Regions from separate parts of the Capsicum annuum genome. Here region 2 is linked to region 1. The links are chromatin contacts, called in public Hi-C maps. All regions are on one chromosome and are shown on one strand. Each heading gives the region's core, a stretch centred on a gene start, on an enhancer-like site or on the middle of the called end of the contact. The rest is flanking DNA. Distances are from core to core; before and after follow the strand shown. Region 1 has its middle 29 kb from the start of LOC107863564. Region 2 has its middle 10 kb from the start of LOC107863560.

Evidence for each region. Hi-C and Micro-C count contacts between places; a contact is called where the count stands out from the background.
Region 2: a contact with region 1 is called in a Hi-C map of leaf, with 2.8 times the contacts expected there. The contact joins two enhancer-like sites. A contact is called at or near these places in 2 of 5 Hi-C or Micro-C datasets (leaf and placenta).

The regions. Positions count from the first base shown.
Region 1 is chr3:114,450,399-114,455,852 of UCD10Xv1.1, reverse strand. No RefSeq gene overlaps it. Among protein-coding and RNA genes, the nearest start is that of LOC107863564, 29 kb to the left of the region's middle. Within about 2 kb of position 4,137, at least 4 of the 5 cell types and tissues checked have an H3K27ac peak or open chromatin away from gene starts, as enhancers often do. A contact at or near this core is called in leaf, where this site is marked.
Region 2 is chr3:114,622,681-114,628,003 of UCD10Xv1.1, reverse strand. No RefSeq gene overlaps it. Among protein-coding and RNA genes, the nearest start is that of LOC107863560, 10 kb to the left of the region's middle. Within about 2 kb of position 2,648, at least 5 of the 5 cell types and tissues checked have an H3K27ac peak or open chromatin away from gene starts, as enhancers often do. A contact at or near this core is called in leaf, where this site is marked.

The DNA.
Region 1 (5,454 bases), core at 2,888-5,387:
TATCTTGGGCTTCCAATACTCTTCAAAAAACACAGAAATAGTGACTTTCAGTTTATCATTGATAATATACACACTAAGCTTGCTGGCTGGAAAACTAAGCTCTTGAATATGGCTGGTAAAATTATTTTAACCAAATTTATCCTCAGTGCCATGCCCACCTGCATCATGCAGTATATTAAAATCCCCAACAAAGTCACTGAGATATGCAATAAAATTCAGAGAGACTTTGTCTGGGGTAGAATCCCTGAGAAAAAGAATCTTCACTTTCTAAATTGGGGATGTTCTAACTTCTGAAAAAGGCATGGAGAACTGGCCTCCACAAGACTGAGCTCAGGAACAGGGCACTGCATGCTAGCCTTGCCAGGAGGCTATTCCACCACCCTACAATCTTGTGGGGCCAGGTTCTTCTAACCAAATACTATAAGCCCCTCAGATAGCCGAGTACCAACTAGTACAACTCCAGAACTTGGAAAAACATCAAAAGGACTGGGCTAACTACTGCTTAGGGATAAGATGAAGGGTGGGTAAGGGTGGTAGGGTAAACTTTCTCCAAGATACTTGGATCCCCAACCTAGGCAGCCTTAGAACCATTATCCATGGTCCCATGAACAAGATAGATACCAATATCATGGTAAAGGATATCCTAACCAATGGAGAGTGGGATTTCACTAAAATCTCTTTTGAGATCCCTAAGACCATCAAATATGCTATCCTCAGTCCCTTAACCACCCTAAACAGGAATAAGGAAGACAAAGTGGTTTGGAACTGCAATTCCATTGGTATCTTCACCACTGGGAGCATGTATACACACCTTAGGAACCTAAACATCATCGACACCAAGGGGAAGAACTTTTCCCTTGTATAAAAAGCTGATGCTTCTAATAAAAGTAGGACTTTCCTCTGGCTCTTCATGCATAACAGGCTCCCAACTGGAAGTTTTCTCAACTATATAGGTATCAATATACCTCCCCAATGCCACTTTTGCAATCACAATAGGGAAAAAATTAACCATATTTTCTTCCAATGTTGCAATGCTACACAGTTTTGGGCTAAGTTGATCCAAAAAGGCCAGTACCAACCTTCCTTCCTTATTATTAATATAGATGATACCAACTGGTATACCTAGTGGGAATCATGTAAAGGAAAGCCTTTTAACATTTGGATAACCTGGGGATCTCTTCTCCCCCATTGCTTAAGGGAATTATGGCTGACTAGAAATGACAACCTGTTCAATAATCATCATAATTTAGCTAGATTTGATAATGCTATTGCTAATGCCACAGAGTATCAACTCCTAGCCAAGTCTAATTCAAGCCTAAGCTCGCAAAATCTAACCATCCAGGTTAAATAGAAACCCCCTACTACTAATTTCATCATGCTTAACACAGATGACTCTGCTAGCAATAACCCTGGCCTTGGTAGAATAGGTGGGGTCTTTCGTGGGAGTAATAGTGAGTGGATACTAGGCTACTACTAACACATCCCTCACAGAACTACCACGATGGCTAAATTATTAGCCATCAGATATGGACTCCGTCTAGCTAGAGATAATAGCTTCCGATCCTTATATATAGAGGTAGATTCAATGGTGGCCATCAAAATCCTCACTAACAACTATCATCTTTACCATGATATCATGTGTGAATGCAAGACGTTGCTGACAGAGATGGAAGCAGTACCTCCAATGCAGATATATAGGGAACAAAATGTTGTGGTTGATCGTTTGGCGAAGGAGGGCACGATCATACCTTTTCCTATGCAACCGGCCACCATAGTAACTCCCCCACCATTTGTACTTAATTATGTTTTGTATGATTATTCTGGAAAGACTTTTTCTCGTATAGTTAATCGATCAAACTCAGGTCAAAACATGACCATGACTGATATCTCTTTTTGCCCACAATGTCGGGATGTGACCCTGAACAATAATATTTTGGCTCCTTCATCTAGAAGGAGCACCAAACCCCCACCCCCACTAATTTCTAATAGAATGACTATGTTTTACACCAAAAAAAAAACTATCACTAAGCTACATAACATAGACATAAGCTATAGCCCATTATGAAATTTTCTATAAATGATTAAACGAGTTAAAGATGCATGGTAGCATCAGAGGCAGAGCCATGATTTGAAGTCTGTGGGTTCTAAATTAAGTAAAAAAGCATAAAAAGTCAAGGAAAAAAAACACATGCTGCTATTGGGGTTCAAACCCACGTCTGTGGGCAAAAAAATTATAAATATAGGATCTACGTAAAAGATACTGGGTTTGCCCGAACCCCCGTAGGGTGGGCTAAAGAAGTATAAATATAGGGTCTACGTAAAAGCTACTAGGTTTGCCCGAACCCCCATAGGGTATTGTAGCTCCGCCCCTGGTAGCATCAGTTATAATCTAACTAGGGAAAGTAGAAATCCAAATAACCATGAAATTAAAAATGAGGAAATGACAAAAATAGCACTTCATTCTAAAATAATTCTACCATAATAGCCACCAAAAACTAATTACCTATAATTAGCCACTAAAGTAATTTCTACTTTTAGCCATTTCAATGTAGGCTTCGTCTCCTTCTCTATTTTTTAAAATTTTTCTTATTGTTTCATTTTAAAAAAATGTTGTCCATTTTCTTATAAACAATGAAATCAACTTTTCTATTTTTTATTTCACTACTATATTTCTTTTGACAAAAAAATGTATCAAAATAGTATAAATGTTGTATGAATTCGATGTAGGGACTGTATATGTATGTGTGAGTTCCCTCTCTTTTGAAAAAGTATATCAATGTGGTAGAACCATTGTATCAATTTAGTATAGGATTGTGTATGCATGCATAGGTTCCGTCACTTTTGATAAAGTGTATCAATTTGGTATAACATTGTATCAATTTGGTATAAAAACTGTATATAGGAAAGTGCCAAAGTAGCCCAAAGGCTATTAAATGACATTAAACTTTGTATCAATTTGGTATAACGTTGTATCAATTTGGTATAGGGATTGTATATGCATGTACAGGTTCCGTCTTTTGAAAAAGTGGATAAATATGGTATAAACGTTGTATCAATTTGGTATAAAAACTGTATATGCAGGAAAAGGCCAAAATAGTCCAATGACTATTACGGGGTATTATTTTGGCCAACTGGCCACAATGTGGAAAATTACCAAATGCTGACCATTTGTTTTCAAAATGGCTGGTGGGTGTCCTTTCCCCATTAAAATTTTTGGCTAATTAGATTGTGCTCAACATATCTGAAGATCTAAGAATGTTGTATAATATGTATATCTTTAAATAAACTCTTCTTCTAAATATCTTCCCAAGTAATAGTGTATTTACCATGAAAGTATACTTCTTGTCACTGTAGTATTTGTTAAGATCAACTTTTAAACTCGATTAAAAACCTTCCAATAACTTGGCTATTTATTAAAAAATAAAGTCACCACATAACTTTTAAGAAATTAGAAAATCAAATTTTAAAGGTACTTTAGGAAAACCTTTTGAAAAGCCAAAGAAAAGATTAAGGTTTTGGTGATATTTCGAGGAAGAGGTTAGACATCTTGAAAAATTTTATAGGCACAATTGACCGGTAAATTAAATATTTTATGGCTAAACTTAAATATCTCTTTTAAGAATTATTACGCCATTAATTCAACTAGTGAATCAACTTGCAATAAGGCAAACTAATTAATATTTAATAGAATTTGAAGATATCACGAAGTTGAGACTTTGGACTAGATGTATAGTCCAACTTCTTAAACTCGTCATGAGTCCACTCATTTTACAGCTAAATGGATATGGGAATTCATAAGCCATTTCACAAGTGTCTAAGGGGTCACTTGGTTGGAAAAGAGTCATCCTCAGATAATTAATTTTGAAATTAGCTATCTCATCATATATATAACATAATTTATCCCATCACTATAAATGATGGGAAAAGTAATTTCGGTACTAACTAACCCCTCTCACCAAACATGGGATAAATAATCCTTCATTTTATCTCAAAACTATCTATCCCTTAAACCTCACACCACACTTTCTCTAAGGGTTCAAAATCTTCACTTTGTCTTTTTGGGTCATGATCCAAGAGCTCAACACTCTATGAGATTTATTTGGATTTGAGACCGTTTAAACTGTTTGAAAAATATTTTGGCCCTTATGAAAATGCATTGATCATTTTTATCAGTTTTTGCAATCAACTGCTGGGCCATGACCTAAAATAATATTTCTTTCTCAATTTCTGAGTCTTGTGGGGATCCATAACCTTTGCAAGTTATGTGGTACTAAAATTTATAGAAACTCTACAAGTTATTTTAAAAGCTTTGATCTCATTAAAAGACTTGTAGCAGCTACCATGATTAGCGTTTAAAATCTTTCTAATCAAAATTAGTTTTAAGGGAAAAATTTAAAATCAATCGTAACTTAATTAATTAGAGAAAATCCTTTAGACGACGTAATTATTAGCCATTTACTTGGGATTCATCTTAAGCTTGAAAGGGGAATTGTTTGGATTTTAGTCTTACAAAATAGGATATATATGCAATATTGTGGCTTTCGATGTATTTTGGTATTATTTATGCAATATTGTGGCTTTTGATGGCTTTGAGAGCCTTATTTTGGACTTATATGGATATCTTTTGATCCGTACGACGGATGGTCGAACAGACTACGCCAGCAGCTCCGGAATATCGATTTTAGGCTAGGTAAACCTTTGGTTTAAGTCCCGGTGCACTCGAGCTCATTTCGACCTATAGGTCGGAAAGTTGGAAAATTGGAAATATGAATGTGGGACACACATTTGATCGAAACGACCTCGGATGGAAAATTCGACTTCGCCAACTGATTCGAATGTCAATTTTAGGGCGTTAGCATGTTTGGTATGATTTTACGGATTTTAAATCTCATTTCGATCCTCGATTTGAAAAATTATAATTTTGGATTTTGGGGGTCAATTTTGTGAAAACGATTTTTTTTTGAAAATCGGATATCGCCATCACGCTCGGAAAGTCGAATTTAGTATGTTTGCATAGTTCGTTTGCATGTATTGAATTTCGAATGAATTTCGAGCACCCTGTCGAAGTCCGGAGTGGACTTTAAAAATAAAACTGCAGCTTTTTGTTCCTTTTAGTGCAGATTTTCTGCGCTATATAAATAGTTTTTGGGTCCATTTTACTCATTTTTCATCTTGCTTCTTGAGAGTTGAACCCTAAATAGTTTGGGAGCTTAAAAGTGAAGCTTGTGGGATCTTGGGAAGCTAGATTAACATCTATTTCTTGATTTTATTACGGATTTAAGGTAAGAATTTACCCCTTTTTCTTAGTAATTTCTTGGTAAATTCCTCAAAACCCCAAAAATCATAGGGCATGATCTTAGACCCAAATTTCACTCCTTTTACTTGAATAATATTTTTATCTTATTATTACCAGTTTTTAATCAATTTATCCTTCAAAACAACTCCGATTCTTGA
Region 2 (5,323 bases), core at 1,399-3,898, 170 kb before region 1:
TTGGGGATTTGCATAAAAAAAATACTTTTGCGCTGCTATTTAAATAGTTCTCAGCTTTGACATTTGAGCGGAAATGGCCCTTTTAAGTTTGTTGAATTAATTCCGAACTAAAAAAACCGGAAGTCATTTCTCACCAAGGAGATGGGATAAAATAATCCACAAGTTGGATGTGATAAGGTGGGTCATCTCATGATTAAGTGTGAGATAAAATTTATACTGCATTTGATTGTATAAATTTATTGTGTTAAATTAATATCGTCAACTAAACACAATATAAATTCGTTCTCAGGGTTAATCCTAAAATATCTCACCTTATTCTGCATAGAAAACGACCCTAAGTTGAGTGGCATTGATGGCAGAAAGAGGAATCAAAATTGATGAACTACGGCATGCATGTTGATAGATATGCGTAACTTAATGTTAAATTTAACTTGGTTATTATGTTGAATTTCTCACAAATTATATTGAATCGTTATTTAACCTAGCTAACGTATTAGACAATTGACGAACCAAATGTTGGATACTTCACAAACCATATCATATCATTATCGTTATGATTTCAACTTCTCACTATTAATACTTGGTCTAAACTTTCTCAATTCTTCTTCTGTTGCTCTTTATTTATTTCATTTCACTCACGTTACTATTTATCGGAAAATCGGCACAATTAAATTTGTTATGAGGTACAAGCTTCCTGATTTAACTTGTTAAGTTTGTAAATTAACAGTTAAATATGTTCGTAAATGGGCTGAATAATTAGTAAAGAGAATCATATGAAGCAATAGAGTTTCAGTGCTTAACGTACGATACAAATTTGAAGATGTTGATGTTCCAATGATCTCAGAATCGGAGATGTAAAAACTTGGCTGTGACATATTCTGGCTCTACTTCTTTACCTTCTCATTCAAGGCCTTTATACCTTGATAATATTCTCTGTCCCTCAAATAAAAAAGAATCTTATTCTATTTATCAATTATGCTCATCGAATAATTTTCTGTTAAATTCTCGTATGGAAGTATTAAGGAAGAAAGACTTAGCATACAGAAAGTTTGGAGCATAAAATTATTAACATATTGCTTTTGAGATGGTGATATAATCTGATAGTTTTTTCCTCTCTCTTCATGAAGGTTTGCGACTAACGCCTTATTTGTTTGTACTTCATCTGAATCTGAATGGTTCAGACTTCAAGCCATTAAGTGTAATTGTTTTTTATTAAGATTTTAGCTCTTAATAGATCTAAATATCTCTTAATCAGATCTAGAACTAAGTCTTAATATTATTAAGAGGTATTCTTGTGTTGGATAATACTTACCACCACTCTATCCACAAACGCCAATCACCACCACTAACCACCTTTGCCACTGCCACCATTGTCAACCACGACCCACCACCACAACCCACGACCCACGACCCACCACCACCAATTTCTTCCACCATCACAACCACCATTGACAAACCAATATTGCTACCAAACACTATTATGAGTCTCTACCACCTACCACCTTCATTATTGTAATTATATTCACCGCCAACGACAACATAATTTTCAACGTCACCACCATCATCAACCATTGCCGGCCAATCCGTACTACTGATCAACTCATCTATCACAACTAGCACCACCGCTAACTATCACTAACACATCATCAACCTCCACGCATTCTTCGACCACCACCACAATCATTGTCATTGGTGTCGCCACCTCTACCATCACTTCAACCACTACCATTGCTATAATCTATATCTAAACAACCATCTCCACCATCATAACTAACGTCTCCAACTACCACCAACACATCATCAACCATCATGCATTCATTTTCAACCATCACAATCAACACCAACAACAACTAACATCAAGCAACTTTACATCATAACCACCAGCGCGACTACCAATCGCCATCTTCACAACAGTCATTACAATACCAACCATCTCTATAATCATAACTATCACCAAAAAAATTACTAGTCACTAACATCAATTATTACCACCACCATCATCACTATTACAAACCATCTTCACTATCACCAACAAATATAAATGTACATTTTTTTCAATCAAATAATAATTTTTTTGTATTTAATTAGATATTTTTATAATATAGACTTAATTATTTATTTGAATTATATTTTGAATTAAATATATAAATAAATAAATTTTGCATATTCAAATGTTGAAAAACAAACAGTTTTAATCTTTCAATTTTCAGATCTAGAGACAACATCTTTAACAAAAACAAATGCAATCTAAGAATAGGGAAAAAGTAATTTCACAATACAATAAAAAATCATAAAACAGATCTGCTCAATCAACTCCGGCAAATTCCAGCAATGTACAGAAACTTATGCAAAATAATCCTTTCCCTCATCTTAATACTCAATTGGAGGGCACAAAAATGTCCGATGAAATTACTCTGATAAGCTCCGAAAATAGTTTCATACTTATAACAGTTGCGGATAAAGCAAAATTGTACTCTCATTTGCAAAAATCATTAATAATTAAGGTTGTGGGTAGAAAAATGGGTCCTCAAATATTCCAAAAGAAGCTTCAAGATCTGTGGAAATCAAGAACTGACTCTGATGGATCTTGGATATGAATTCATTTAATTAAGTTTAAGAACGAGCAGAACTTTCCTTATGTATTTCATGACGGTACTTGGTTTGTTTACAGTAGCTTTATTTTAGTCAAAAAATGGAAGCTGAAATTTGTTAATCACAAGCACGTCTTGCTCACACTGCTATTTGAGTTCGTTTTCCTACATTACCGATGGAATTTTATGATTTAGAGATTCTAGAAAGGGTTGGGGAGAAGATGGAACGTTAGTGGGTGACATGCTCGTCTTTGTATTCAGGTGCCATTAGAGCGGCCCTTGCTGCATCACCTATGTTTGGTACCACAAATAATCAATTCTATATGAGGCTTTATCTTTAGAAAATTACCCCAAATATAAGTTTTAGATTGTTAATTACAAGTTATAGCAAAACTTTTAATTAATTACTAGACTTAAGAAATATTTCAACCTATAGCAACTTTTAAGAAAAACAAATTTTAATTAAATTTTCGAAACTCAATTTTATAATATTTAATATTTGTATTATTTCCTTATATTTAGCAATATGCATTTATCACTCTTAATTAAAGAGCTTGGATAATTATGGCAAGTTAAGGTATTAATATTTTTCTTTTTTTAATGATTAAATATCAAAGTTTGTTCACTATTTAAAGAGTTATATATGGTAAATATATTTTTTAAAGTTAAGAACTGATTTTATACTTTTTATTAACTTGAATAATTAACTTAATTATACACACTTTCATATTTTACTGTATTTAATTACCAATAGAAGTTTTATCTCTTTATCTTTTTTAACTTCTTTTTCTCTTATTTTAACTTTATTATACAGACTTTCACATTTTACGGTATTTGTTTAGGTGAATTCATACACAATATTTTTTAAATTCTTATCAACTATTAGTAAAAGTTTTCAACTCATTCTTTCCTCCTTTGTCGTTCTATTAAACATCAATATTGACATATTTTATATGTTATTGTTTTAGATAAGAAAGATAAAATTGTTGAAGCTTCCATGTGTGGGCATTAGTTTGTAGATTTTAGGTTTGTTCTGCTTTTCGATTGAGTCATGGGTAAAGCATATGCAAGGACGAAAACGTTATAGATCAAGAAAAATTTTTGTGTTGTTGTGACATGCTTGATTGGAGTTGAAAACAAATGGTGTTGTTTATGGTTGTCATCCTCACTCGTGGAAAGAAAAGATTGTGACATGATTTCATATATGTCGTTGGTTTGAAAAAAGGATAATGAAAAAATTGATTTTGTGTTCTCTTAGAAAAATTGATAGTTTGGTTATATTCCAAACAGATAATCTAGGATTGCATACAGTACCTGAGAAAATACTTTTAGTTGTCTTTGCATATATATTTTATTGTTTCTGCTTATATATGTCATTTTATATTATTCGCAATTAAACAAGCAACATCAACATGTACATAAATCATAATGAAACACTTTTATTACAAGTTAGTCAACATTATACATAATACAACAATTTCAATTAAAATATACAGTCATTATCAATGAACAAAAATAACATTAACTCTTTAGAATTTGATCATTAAAAAATATGATAAATCAATATCCATGGACGTAAAATATTGAAAATAGGACAAATTTTAACACCAGAATTTATTGAACATAAATAATTTAAAACAAGAAACATTCTAACATCAAAATAAATTAAGAAACACAGATTTCATCTTAAGCAAGAGATGCATGTTTGTGGCATGTCTTTTTTATTGTGTCCCTCTTGATGACAGTTCCTACACGTAATTTTTGATCGTTTACACTTTCCTTTATTTGGTGCTTTTCATCTTTCATAACATGATCGGAGATAATACAATTTCATCCAACACTTCATGTGATGTTTTTCATGCACTTTCACAAGGAAGAGGTTCAACTGGTATGACATAAGCATCTTTGAAATTTTTATTGCTATAGTAAGGTGAGAAATAGTTTTTGCCATGTTGGTTTCTATACGTAATAAAAGCCATAGCATGAGAGCATGGTATTTCATCCAATTGAAATTCTCCACAACTGTATCCAATTTATTTGATGCTTTTACCTACATTCACAATCAACTTTAATACACAAAACATAAAACATTAAATTTTAATCATATCATGCAGCCCATAAACATACATGCAACCCATACAGTATGCAAGAACTTTAATCAATTGAATCTAAACATACACTATGCAAGAACTTTCAATCAATTGAATATAAACATACAGTATGCAAGAACTTTAATACTCAAACTTTTGATGTGCACATTGAATCTAAAGTTACCATTTCAAGAGACTTTCATCACCACATTATAGAAATTTCAACAACTAATTCTTGCTTTTATCATGCAACCCATAAACATACACAACTTCAAATACAGTTAATCTTTCAAGAGTATTTCATCATCATATTATACCAAATTCAATATTTTAACAATAGAGAATTGAAGAAACACATAAAAAAATATTTAATTCTTTAAATACGTTTGATTGTAAAATATAAATTTGCTAAATAATTTAACATACTTACAAATCTCATCTCCCTCAATGACGTATCATGATTGAATGCAAATTACCAAAAATCATATTTTTATAACACAACAATAGCTTATGTTTGTTTTTCTTTCAAAAAAAATCTCAGAAGTTGTATAAAACAAAAAGAAATTATGAAATTTGTTTACTAGAATAATATAATCTTGTAGGAAAAAGAAGAAAGTGTATGATGGTGGAAACTCTTCAATA